Linked DNA regions of Mus musculus: region 1 is linked to region 2. A link is a contact called in public Hi-C data. All regions are on one chromosome and are shown on one strand. Each heading gives the region's core, a stretch centred on a gene start, on an enhancer-like site or on the middle of the called end of the contact. The rest is flanking DNA. Distances are from core to core; before and after follow the strand shown. Region 1 has its middle 27 kb from the start of Gm41394. Region 2 overlaps Gm41393 (a long non-coding RNA gene).

Evidence for each region. A called contact is a pair of places that touch in the nucleus more often than the background predicts.
Region 1: a contact with region 2 is called in a Hi-C map of embryonic stem cells, with 2.6 times the contacts expected there. The contact joins two enhancer-like sites. A contact is called at or near these places in 1 of 15 datasets of contacts at CTCF or cohesin (large pre-B cells), 4 of 484 Hi-C or Micro-C datasets (Th17 cells, cortical neurons and embryonic stem cells), 8 of 115 datasets of contacts at active chromatin or transcription factors (a beta-TC-6 cell line, embryonic stem cells, forebrain and 3 more) and 1 of 9 other capture datasets (embryonic stem cells).

The regions. Positions count from the first base shown.
Region 1 is chr15:97,589,676-97,595,935 of GRCm38.p6, forward strand. No RefSeq gene overlaps it. Among named protein-coding and RNA genes, the nearest start is that of Gm41394, 27 kb to the right of the region's middle. Within about 2 kb of position 4,241, at least 19 of the 459 cell types and tissues checked have an H3K27ac peak or open chromatin away from gene starts, as enhancers often do. A contact at or near this core is called in embryonic stem cells, where this site is marked.
Region 2 is chr15:97,391,412-97,397,069 of GRCm38.p6, forward strand. Gm41393 (a long non-coding RNA gene) reads right to left here. Exons shown (of 4, transcript XR_875638.3): 4 at 3,233-3,300. Among named protein-coding and RNA genes, the nearest start is that of Gm41393, 13 kb to the right of the region's middle. Within about 2 kb of position 3,365, at least 20 of the 459 cell types and tissues checked have an H3K27ac peak or open chromatin away from gene starts, as enhancers often do. A contact at or near this core is called in embryonic stem cells, where this site is marked.

The sequences.
Region 1 (6,260 bases), core at 2,991-5,490, 200 kb after region 2:
AGAGAAGCCGACCTGAGTTCCCAGCACCACCTGTGTTGGGCAGCTCACAACCACCTGTAACTCCAGCTCCAGAGGACCCAACACCTTCTGGTTTCCATAGGTACCTGCCTTCGTGTACAGACTCATACACAAAGATGCACACACATACAACTAGAAAAAAAAATCTTAGCTAATTGTTTCCTTGGTCATATTGAGGAGTTAAAGTAAAATGTCTGAACACCCGATACTAATAACACCTGCTATACCACAAATCCCTAGCAAATGAGCTGATTGTTATGACAGATTTTGGACACGACACACTACGAATGACTGCCATCTCTATACTTTCCTTGTGCCTCCTTACAACCGAAACCAGCTGACCCTCCTCAATACCCTCAATGCTTGCTAAACAAATTGCACATTCCTAAAATAATACTCTTGCCTTTGACTCGCTAATCCAATCGTTTGGAATTAATTCAGCAAAAGCCATTAAAATGGAGACAGGACTAAAGGTATCCCTTGTTTCAAATGTTACGGGTGATGGGGGAAAATATCAGAAATAATCCCCATGTCCATAAAAGGGAGAATAATTCAATAAATTGTGATATAAAGGTGATTTGAAACATCACAATTATTAAATATGATTCTAAAATCCGTGCAGAAATGTGGCAAACCCATAGGACCTTACAGACGATAGCAGAGTGTGCAGTGTGGGTACAGTGTGAGCACCTGCTCTGGAAACATGCGGCAAAGATGATCAGGGAACTTGAATGAGCAGTCAGCACGCAGGAGAGTCAAAGAGCGGGTGGATTTTCCTTGACTGTTGTCATTGTACCGTTTTATGATAAATAACTCACCGAGAACTACACAAAGCAATCGCATGGAGCAGAAAGACATCTGACCACCATTGTCCCGTAGTTACTTGGAGTTTGGAACAGTACTGGACCAAGAAAAACCTTGGAGACTTCGTGGGAAACTCTACATTAGTACTAAGGAAACAGGTCAGGAGAGACTTGGTTGGCAATGTAATGGTGAACATTATGTTTAAAGGTTTAAAATAACTGAGCTTAAGAGATCTATAAAACAGAAATGCCTCTAACCTGTAGGCCCCACTTGCCCAAGGACAAAGAACTTCCAGGAATCCTGGCAGCTGGTCTTGTAACTGCCCGACCTTTTTTATGTAAGTCAGCAAACTGCATGTTTTCACTTCTGTAAACAAACTTGCTTGCCCCTGACTGCCCACAGTCAGGACGCCTGCCTGATTATATGCAGGCAGGAAGTAGATTAGGATGTGTGCTTGCCTCTGATTGCACAGAGGCAGGAAGTAGTTAAGTTTTGCCATTATAAACCTCCAACTAATGTAACTCAGGGATGATGCATCTTGAGGGCAACCTTAGGTGCAGTGCTAACACCGTGGTTCTGCGGCACCAGTATCTGAATGAAGCCTCTTCTTTGTTACATTTATTCGTGGTCAGACCTGCAAACCTCAGAATGACCCCAAACCCATACCAGCTACAGCCTAAGATACAAGCTGATGCTGCTAGTTGAGCAGCCCGAGACAGTCCCCTCAAGAAACTTCAACTCAAAAGTATCTTCCCGTGACTCCTAAATTACCCCCATCTTTTTGTCTTGTGTCAGTTTGACTGGAGAGGAATTGAGACTAACGTTGGCTCAGGATACAGGCCAACACAGAACGGAGTTGAGGATGGATAAGGAAAAAGCACCAGCGTTAAGGAGAGGCAACGTATCTGGGATGTGTCTTGATTCAGTCTTGATCACAATGTTGCCTGTACTTTCTAACCTGTCTTCCAAGTTAATGGCACAAGAAGGCTCAGAGCTTAAACCAAATTTCCTTCTATCAATGCCTTCCAAACCCCCATCTTGTGAGTGTCCTGTGATCATGTATGGCACTGCAGTAGCCCTGAGATACGAGTCAGTCTCAGATATGCACTTCCTACTAAGCCTAGCTGTTTATCTTTAAGAATAGGAAGCCTAAAGTCAGACGTTTCTACTCAGGAGGGCTAGCTGAACTCCATTACAATGCACACGCATACATGACACCATGAGCCTCCCCTTATTATTCTGTCCAGCTTAGCTCTTGCTCTATGTCTGTGCTCTCCTGAACACCGAGGGGCTGAGATGTTGTCCAGGAGATAACCTCCTCTACCATAGGCCAGAAAGAAAGTCTTCTTGGCTTTCTCTGTCGAGCTTGGTCCTGTTATGAAGTCCTCAATTCTATGGGGGAAAGGACACAGTTAGTAACATTGTTGCGTTCTGTTTTCTTACAAGAGTAAGAAACAAGAGGGTTGGAACCTTCAGTACTTTTCCTGTGATAATTCACTCCACACGCTTAGAGGTTAAAAAGCAAAAAAAAAACGAAAAAAAAAAAAAAAACAACAAAACTCTTTAACACAGTGTCCATTGGGCTGTGGCCCAGAGAGGAGCTGGTTATGAATATAAGAGTCTAACTCATATACACCTTAGAGTTATGCATTTCCCATATGCTGTCATCTTTAAATTTCATTCAAGTCCTGGCTCCAGGTTATACTTTGAACAACTCAAGCAGAAACAGGAGACTGCAAGTCTGGCCCCTTGGAGGAGACGGGAGGTTTACAACAGCAAAGAGGATGCCAGAATTGCTTCCTTTTATTTTTCCATTATCTTTTTTTCTATCTCAGTTTCTTAGGTTCTGAGAACTGACTGACACACGTACAGTATTTATCAGCAACCCTATTTTTCCCTTTTCATGGTACAAGATGCATGAGAGCCAAAGTTAGGTTTCAAGTTTTAATTACTGTGGCTAAAAGATCCCTAAAACAAGCATGCCTCTAACTTGTAAGCCCCTGCCCAAGGAGAGAGACTTACTGAAATGCTGGAGGCTATTGTTCATGGAAGATTACCAGCCACGCGGGTTTGGTCCCCTACACAAGTTTGTTTGACCCAACTACACTGCATGTGCTTGATCACATGGAGGTAAGAAGTACCAGGCAGGAAATACGTCTGGATATATGCTTCCCCTAACCCCCATTGGGCTGGGTGAGACCGTACGAGGTTGCCTTTATAAGCCCCTGCAAAGTGTAACTCATCAGTATTTTCAGGGAAGCCCAGAATGGACCGAGCCTGAGTCCTTCATTCTGACCAGTACATAATTAAAGCTTGCTTCAAATTCAGCTCCAAACTGTAGTAGTGGTCTTATTCTCACCCAGTGGGATTAACAGGTGTCCCTTTATTCAAAACAAAGTGCAGATTAAAGGAGAACAATAAATGAAGGGGCTCGGCTCGGTCTTTTGATTTTAGGCAGTAGCTGTATGTGCACCACTGCACCACCGCATGGAAAAAGCCCGGAGGAGACATTAGCATTCTTCAGGGTAAGAATCGGCAATGCACAGATTTCCAAGGACAGGCATCGCGGTGGGAGATGTTCCTTAGATGCAAGAAGCCTTTAATCCCTGCGCAGATAGAACGGTGATCACAGCCAGGCTTTTAGGCTCTCCTTTGCTTACGTATTTTAACGTTCTTCTTTTTGAAGAGTGTTGTTACTTGGGGTCATCTTGCCCACTTGGCAGAATTTCTTGATAAGACCTTAGGGTTGAATTAATGGCCGACCAATAGTTGGAGATTGCTAACTACTAGGATGTGTCATAGGCAGTGGGTTTCAGTTACCATCTATGTAATCCAGGCATTTTGGTGTCTCCCCTCCTCTTCCTCCCGCTGTTTCTTTTCTTTTTCCTTCTTCTCCTCTCTCATCATGCATGCCCTTTCTGTCTTTCTCTCTCCCCTACCTCCTTTCCCCATGGCGACTTCCCTGACCCCAGTCCTTGGGGCCAGTGAACTTGCAGCTTCCCAATAAACCTGCCTTTAACATAATCTAATCTGGTTCGAATTGGCTCATTTCTCTGGCGACAGAAGAAGGAACCTATCAAATAAGGGTTTCTGGAGAGCCCAGTCAAACTGAGAACAAGACTTGGTGGGGGGGGGGGGGGGTAGGGGTAGGGGAGTGAGACAAAGGAAAACTGAGTCACAGAACAAATCCAGAGAGGAAACCAAGAAAATCAGCGCAGTGACACTCCTGACCTTAGCTAACCCAGTCTTATTTCTAGAGGTTGGGACTGTTGCTAGTCTAAAGTAGAGCTCAAGTGGTGGCTCTAAAGCCTCAATCTCTTCCTTTTCACATTTAACAGCCAGCCCTGCAACCAGTTCCGTTCCATCAGCGCCTCATTGTCCCTTTGTTCAAAGGAGGAAATTAAAGTCTAGAGAAGATGGGGCTAGGCCAGTGATGTGTTGTTTTTCTTCCTCTTCCATCTGGCCCTACAAGGTCATTAGAATACACTTTCAGCCCCTGCGGGGACATTTACATTTGAAGCAAAGTTAATTTATTTCCCAGCCTGGCAAAGGCCGTTTATTTTTATCTACGAACGTTCTGTACCCTCTCTTGTATTCTGACTGGCACCCCACTCCCTGTTCCCAGAAGGTCAGAAGAACCTTCTCTAGGCAGCGTGAGGAGGCTAGCCCTCAGAGAGGACAACAGCCTAAGGTTCACGCCAACACAAGCCTTGGAGCCAGGGAGGTTGGTTTCCTTTGGTACCCACACGAATAGTCCAAGCCTCCCTCCTTCAGGACGGTAGGCTGGCAGGCTCCCAAGGCCACTGGCCTCCCTGGTTCTTTCTAAAGATCTTCAGGAGGGTGGGGGTGGGGGATAGACCGATCTCTGTCTGGAGATACCCTTTGCATTTTTTTCCCTCTCATATGCAAAGCCTCTTGCTGATTCTTAGTCACCCTCTCTCCCCTGACTTCTGGGGTCCTGCCCCCAGTTGGCTGATTTTTAAAGAGCCCATAAAGGGTTTTGTTTCCCTACAAAAGAACAGTCTCTTCCTAGAACCACAGGTACACACAGCTGGTTTTTTGAAAGATCCTCTCTCCCAGCTCTGCCAAAACTGTAGACAAAGCTAGGAACTTAATACTATACCTTAGCAGACGGCAGTGTAGACCACTGCACAGCCATCCTTTTAAAGATGGGCTCTTACGCCTGGTGCATGAGATGGAAGGACAAGAGGGCCGGGCAAACATCAGTACCCTCTTTCGCACCTTTGTATCCTTTGAGTTGTAATCGAATAAAAATATCTTTAAGCATGTTATTCACCATTGGCCTTCTCTTCTCTTTGAGAAAGAGGGGCCAAGGGGTTGTGCAGTGTAGAAAAGAAAGCCCTAGCAACGGGAGGAGGGGTTACAGCTTGTAGATAGCAAGAGAACATGAGAGCCTCTGGGACAGCTATCCTGAGACATTTAGGGAGGGCCCTCTAAGTGTGATTTGGGGAGCATTGTGCTCTGCAATGGATTCCGTCCGGATGGGTCTTCTTGTATAGGGCGATATGTTCACTTCTAAACATCTCCAAACCTGAGGTTTATCCTCAGAAGTAGAGGGGGTACCATGAAGACACGCTGGCAGAACCCCTGAGATGTGTTGATAAAAAGATAAAGAGAGAAAGAATGTTTTATGGGGGTGGTTGAGATATGGGAGCAGGGGATGTCTCAGCAGGCCCATGCCAAGGCATTCCTTCCCCCTGAGGGACCAGCCACACGATGGTATAGTACAGTATAGTTTATTCAGGGCATGGGGAGGGGAGATAAGAGGGTAGTAGAGGCAGAGAAAGGCAGAGAGAGAGAGAGAAGAGGAGGGTGGCCATGGCCATGAGCACGTGGAGAGAGGGAGGAAGGGGAGGGCAAGGGCAAGAGATATAAGCAAGACGGCAAAGATGGAGGAAGAGGCAAGCAGCCTCTTTTATAGTGGGTCAGGCCTACCTGGCTGTTGCCAGGTAACAGTGGGGTGGGGTTTAGACAGAATGCTAACACCCTGAATTCAGAAAGAGACTCAACACCTAAGGCCACCTCCTTGTAGGGCAGCTGCTGTGCTGTAGTCTGCCTACCCCCTGGGACTCACACAGATGGCCCGATGGCCGGCACTGTTTACTGGAGACAAGGTCTTGAGCTCAGACTGCCCTGATAGCTGAGGATGACTTTGCATACCTAATGCCACAGCCTCTGCCTGTTGTAGTGACAAGTCTGTGCCACCATTCCCAGTTTATGCTGGCGCTTCATGAATGCTACCCATGACACGCCCAGCTGAACTGAGTCCCCATGCCTAGCTGTGATTGCATTTACAGCCTTTAGGAGGGACCCGCGACTGAGTGTGACTGTATGGTGCTGTGGATGTTAAAAGCAAACAAAATCGTTCTCGACCTAAAGGGAATGAGAAACCATTTTTTTTCCGGAGCTATTTTCAG
Region 2 (5,658 bases), core at 2,115-4,614:
ACAAATTGTCATCTTAACCTCACATGTGTTTTGTGGCACACACACCTACACACACACACAAAAACCATAGTAATAAAAGATATTTTTAAAAATATTGTTGGATTCAAGGCTTCCATTTATAACATAGGAGAATGATGGAACTAACCTTCTAGGGGTGTTATGAGCTTTGAGTCAAGACTCTAAGCTCTGTGGCTTGCAGGTTGTGGGTTGCGGGCACCACTGTTCAGTGGTACAGTGCTTGTTAGTATGCACAAGGCCCCAGTTATATGCCAGCAACCAAAAACAGCCCTCAGAGCTTCAGTTGCTGTACAGTTAACACTGTAAATATCTGCAGAGCTGAGCGTAGGGCTACCTGCCTGCTGTCTTAGCACTTGGGAAGAAGAATCAGGTATAGAGTGAGTTTGAGATGCACTTGGGCTACATGCTGAGTTCCAGGGTGGCCTGGATTACAAGCAAGATTTTCTCTGTCTTTGTGATGGCTTGTATATGCTCGGCCCAGGGAGTGGCACTATTAGAAGGTGTGGCCCTTTTGGAGTAGGTGTGTCACTGTGGGTATGGGCTTTAAGACCCTCATCCTAGCTGACTGGAAGACAGTCTTCCACTAGCAACCTTCAGATGGAGATGCAGAACTCTTAGCTCCACCTGCACCATGTCTATCTGGATGTTGCCGTGTTCATGCCTCAATGATTATGGACTGAGCCTCTGAACCTGTATGTAAGCTGGCCCCAATTAAACATTGTCCTTATAAGAGTTGCCTTGGTCATGGTGTCTGTTCACAGCGGAAAACCCTAAGCAGTCATAATAGAAACAACAAACAAAATCATAGCATTCAAGAGATGGAAGAAAGAGAATCAGGAACTCAGAGACCAGCTTTGATAGCCCAGCCTGCATTCTTATAGAACCCAGGACCACCAGCCCAGGGGTAGCCCCACCCACAGTGGTCTGCGTCCTTACACAAGATTCACTGATTAAGAAAATGCCCAGCTGGGCGTGGTGGCACACGCCTTTAATACTAGCACTTGGGAGGCAGAGGCAGGCGGATTTCTGAGTTCGAGGCCAGCCTGGTCTACAGAGTGAGTTCCAGGACAGCCAGAGCTATACAGAGAAACCCTGTCTCGGAAAAGAAAAGAAAAGAGAAGAGAAGAGAAGAGAAGAGAAGAGAAGAGAAGAGAAGAGAAGAGAAGAGAAGAGAAGAGAAGAGAAGAGAAGAGAAGAGAAAAGAGAAAAGAAAAGGGGAGGGGAGGGGAGGGGGAAGGAAGGAAGGAAGGAAGGAAGGAAGGAAGGAAGGAAGGAAGGAAAAGAAAGGAAGGAAGGAAAGAAGGAAGGAAAGAAAGAACCAGAAAGAAAGAAAGAGAAAGAACCCTAGAAGCTTCCCTATAGCCGGCTCTTATGGAAGCATTTTCTCAAATGGGGTTCCCTCCCCTCAGATGACTCTAGCTTGTGTCAGATTGACATAAAATTACCCAGCACAAACACCTAAACTTTAAAGTGACAATACCAGGGCTCAGCCATTAAGAATAAGTACTGCTCTTGCAGAAGACTCAAGTTTGTTTCCCAGCACCTACATCAGGAGCCTGACACTGCCTTTAACTCCAGTTCCAGCGATCGTGTGTCCTCTTCTGGATTCCCCAGAGACCTGTACTCGTGGGACCATACTCAAAGACATACGATTTTACAACTAACAAAAGGACTCTTTTAAGATCCTACAGCCCAGGGTTATTCCCTGTATGGTATAATAGCTGGAAAGCACTCCGTATAATGTCTGAGCATACAGTAACTAGTTCATTCAGCTAAAATAAAATCAGTTTGAAAGGTACCCCTGGATTGTCTTTTCTAGATCCCAGAGAGAAAAGGGCAACCAAAAGTGTCCTGGATTGGGAAGCTCTTTAAAAGCCCAAAACCTAGGATACCCAAGATATAAGATACAATTTCCTAAACACATGAAACTCAAGAAAAATGAAGACTGAAGTGTGGACACTATGCCCCTCCTTAGAAGTGGGAACAAAACACCCATGGAAGGAGTTACAGAGACAAAGTTTGGAGCTGAGATGAAAGGATGGACCATGTAGAGACTGCCTTATCCAGGGATCCACCCCATAATCAGCATCCAAACGCTGACACCATTGCATACACTAGCAAGATTTTATCGAAAGGACCCAGATGTAGCTGTCTCTTGTGAGACTATGCCGGGGCCTAGCAAACACAGAAGTGGATGCCCACAGTTAGCTAATGGATGGATCACAGGGCTCCCAATGGAGGAGCTAGAGAAAGTACCCAAGGAGCTAAAGGGATCTGCAACCCTATAGGTGGATCAACATTATGAACTAACCAGTACCCCGGAGCTCTTGACTCTAGCTGCATATGTATCAAAAGATGGCTTAGTCGGCCATCACTGGAAAGAGGCCCGTTGGACACACAAACTTTATATGCCCCAGAACAGGGGAACGCCAGGGCCAAAAAGGGGGAGTGGGCGGGTAGGGGAGTGGGGGTGGGTGGGTATGGGGGACTTTTGGTATAGCATTGGAAATGTAAATGAGCTAAATACCTAATAAAAAATGGAAAAAAAAAAAAGGCTGTTTATTGAATGGGCCAGAGTTGGCACAGGAAACACCAAAACCAAGGTCTCAGCACAAAGGAGGTTTAATTGCCCCCACCCCCACCCCTGGGGCGGGGGCAGGAATAAGGGACAAAGGCAGGAGACTGGACAAGGGAGAAGGGAAAAGGAACAAGATGGTTGGAGAGAGGAAACTTGCCCTGGAGGAACAAAGAACTGCCTCTGGATAGAGAGGAGGCAGCCCTGGCCCATAGGCAAATGCAGTTTATAAAGGGGAAAGGGGAAACCCTGTTGGGATGAGTTAGTTCATTCTCATTGGACAGGTTATTGGCCAAATAAGGGGAAAGCTAGCCTTGGTGGCTAGCTTTAGGAATGGGATCTGCGGCTTAGCAAAGGAAAGAGAAGGGGGGAGGAGAAGGCCTGCCAGAGCTATGCTTGCGGTGCTCAGGCCTGCTAGAGCCCCTTCGATTATTTTACGGTCAGGCGTTTGCTTTAGAAAAATCAAGGCTAGAGGACAGCCAGGGCAGTCGCCTTAGCAAGCTGGATCAATGGCTGCTTTCTAACCCCACAGCCCTAGAAAGCGCAGAGCTACGAAAGCTGCTTAGCCTGAAGACAAAACATTCCCTTGCTTTTTGAAAATGATGGCCTTGAATCGAAAGACATAAGCAGGCGTCCGTGCAGCATTCCGATGCTCTGGCTTGCTTCACTCTTGATTTCTTTCCAGAAAGGTGTTGTCTAACATGCGCCTAGGAAAAAGAGCACACATTGCATGACTAGACCTCAGACAAAAGGAAAATGGGCGTGGCTTCGGTGGCTCGCGTTCCGCAGTTCTCCTTGCTTGGATCCAAGAGATTGCCTGAGTTCCAGCTCTCCACAGTTCAGATTCACCTCTCCAGCCACCTCAGCCACTGCTCCAGAGCTCAGTCCTCCCAGAGGATGATGGGATACGGAACACCTCCAGTATTCTTTCTCTTATCCCTTCCCGTGAAGGCATATGGTTATTCTGGATATCTATGTACACATATACACATGTGTGTGTACACATATACAACAGACTTCAATAAGTGCATAGGAAATATACTGTCTCATGTCCTGTAGGTTTAGAGACCGGTCAAAGATGATTCTTGTCAGTGGTTTAAAATATGATAAAGGTCTCGGGATATGGCTCAATGGTAGAGTACTTGCCTAACTTGTGTGAGTACTTGAGTCCACTTTTCAGAAACACACACACATACAGAGAGGAGGAGGGGGAGGGGGAGGGGGAGGAGGAAGAGGAGGAGGAGGAAGAGGAGGAGGAGGAAGAGGAGGAGGAGGAAGAGGAGGAGGAAGAGGAGGAAGAGGAGGAGGAGGAGGAAGAGGAGGAGGAGGAGGAGGAGGAGGAGGAGGAGGAGGAGGAGGAGGAGGAGGAGGAGATTCAGCCTACTCACACTGCCTTTAATCCAGACGACACAGTGAATGCTCCTGGAAGAGAGAAATATCTACAACAGTACCCAGATCTAAGGGAGGGGAAGCTGACATGTAAGGGCAGGAGCAGGGACAGTACAGGTTATGGCTCTGCTTTGTTAAAAAAACAGTCAAGATTAACCTCTCCTGCCACGGGTGACCTCATCCTAATGAAGGTGTATGCAAACAAGAATTCAGAAGTAGGGCAGAAGAGAAAAGCATGCTACAGAGTAACCAATCGCTTGGGAACAAACCAGGACAAATGGCTTCTCCTGGCTCATGATTCTAGCCCACTGGGAAGGGACCACATGTGGGATAACCGGCTTGCTGGTAGTGAGGGAGAGCGGGAAGAGGGGGCATGTTTGAAAAGCCAGTATTCTGCCAAGCAGGGGTTTAAACTGAGAAATGTCAGAATGGTCACTCTCAGTCATTTTTGATGCTTCCAGTTGAGCCCAGGTTCTCACTACTGCTGAGTGACACACACAAGACCCCAATCTTCCCACCACTAGGGAAAACTGTATCTTTGTTAATTAAAGATGGTTTCATCTAAAAAAAAAAAAAACAAAACAAAACACTCTTGAAAGTCAAATTATAGAATTCTGATACACCAGGGGAGTGGTTCTGGCTGTCTCATTCTGTACCAGATGAGTGTTGAAGCCCGGGTCCTGGCGGCCCTTACAAGCTAGGCTCCGCCACTTGTCCTCAATAGGCCAATTAAAGATGTAATTGCCAGTCAACAGAGAGAGAGGAGACGTACCCAATGTGGTCATGTTAGGAGGGGAACAAATAAGGAAACCAAGACACCCTCCCAAAACCCAAGGTTATCACTGAAGTACTGACCTGAGATACAAGTTTTTACTTATTATTTGGCCCATGGGTGTCAAGGATGGGGGTGGGGTAGAGAGGTCAGAGATCAACCTTCAGGAGCCCGTAGGTTCCAGGGGAACTCATGACAGGTGCTCTGCCTTCAGATCCTTCTTGAAGATTTGAGTTAAAATAAATAACAAGAGACCCCAATAACTAAACAAGGTGTGGTCCAGCCAATCACTGTCTCTCTCACCCGGTGGTCTGACAAGTTGTCAACTGTGTTAAATCTCTTCCAGGGAGGCAATTTCGTCCTCTGGCTGACAACGGGCTTCAGCCTTTTCCTAGTGTGTTGTGTGACATTGTTCATGGGGAGGTTAAAACAGATATCCACTCACACCTAATAGAGCGCCAACAGCTGCCCAAAGGGAGGATACCACCAAAGTCCAACCTGGTGAACCAGTGAGTTTACTAAGGTTACCGTGGTAGTTTGAATGAGAATGGCTCCCATATATTTGCATACTTGACTAATGAATTGTTTGGAAGGATTAGGAAGGGTGGTCTTGTTGGAAGAGGTGCATTGCTAGGGATGGACTTTGAAGTTTCAAATGCCCACACCAGGCCCATTGTCTCTATCTGATGTCTAAAGATCAATATGTAAAACTTGCAGTTACTTCTCCAGCACCATACCTGCCTGTGTGCCACCATTGCTTCCTGCCCCGATGATAATGGACTAAGCCTCTGAAACTCCAAGCCAGCCCAAATCAAATGCTTTCCTTTATAAGCATTGCCTTGGTCATTGTGTCTACTCACAGCAATAGAACACTAAGACGCTTACAAAAGCAGAAGTGACTCAG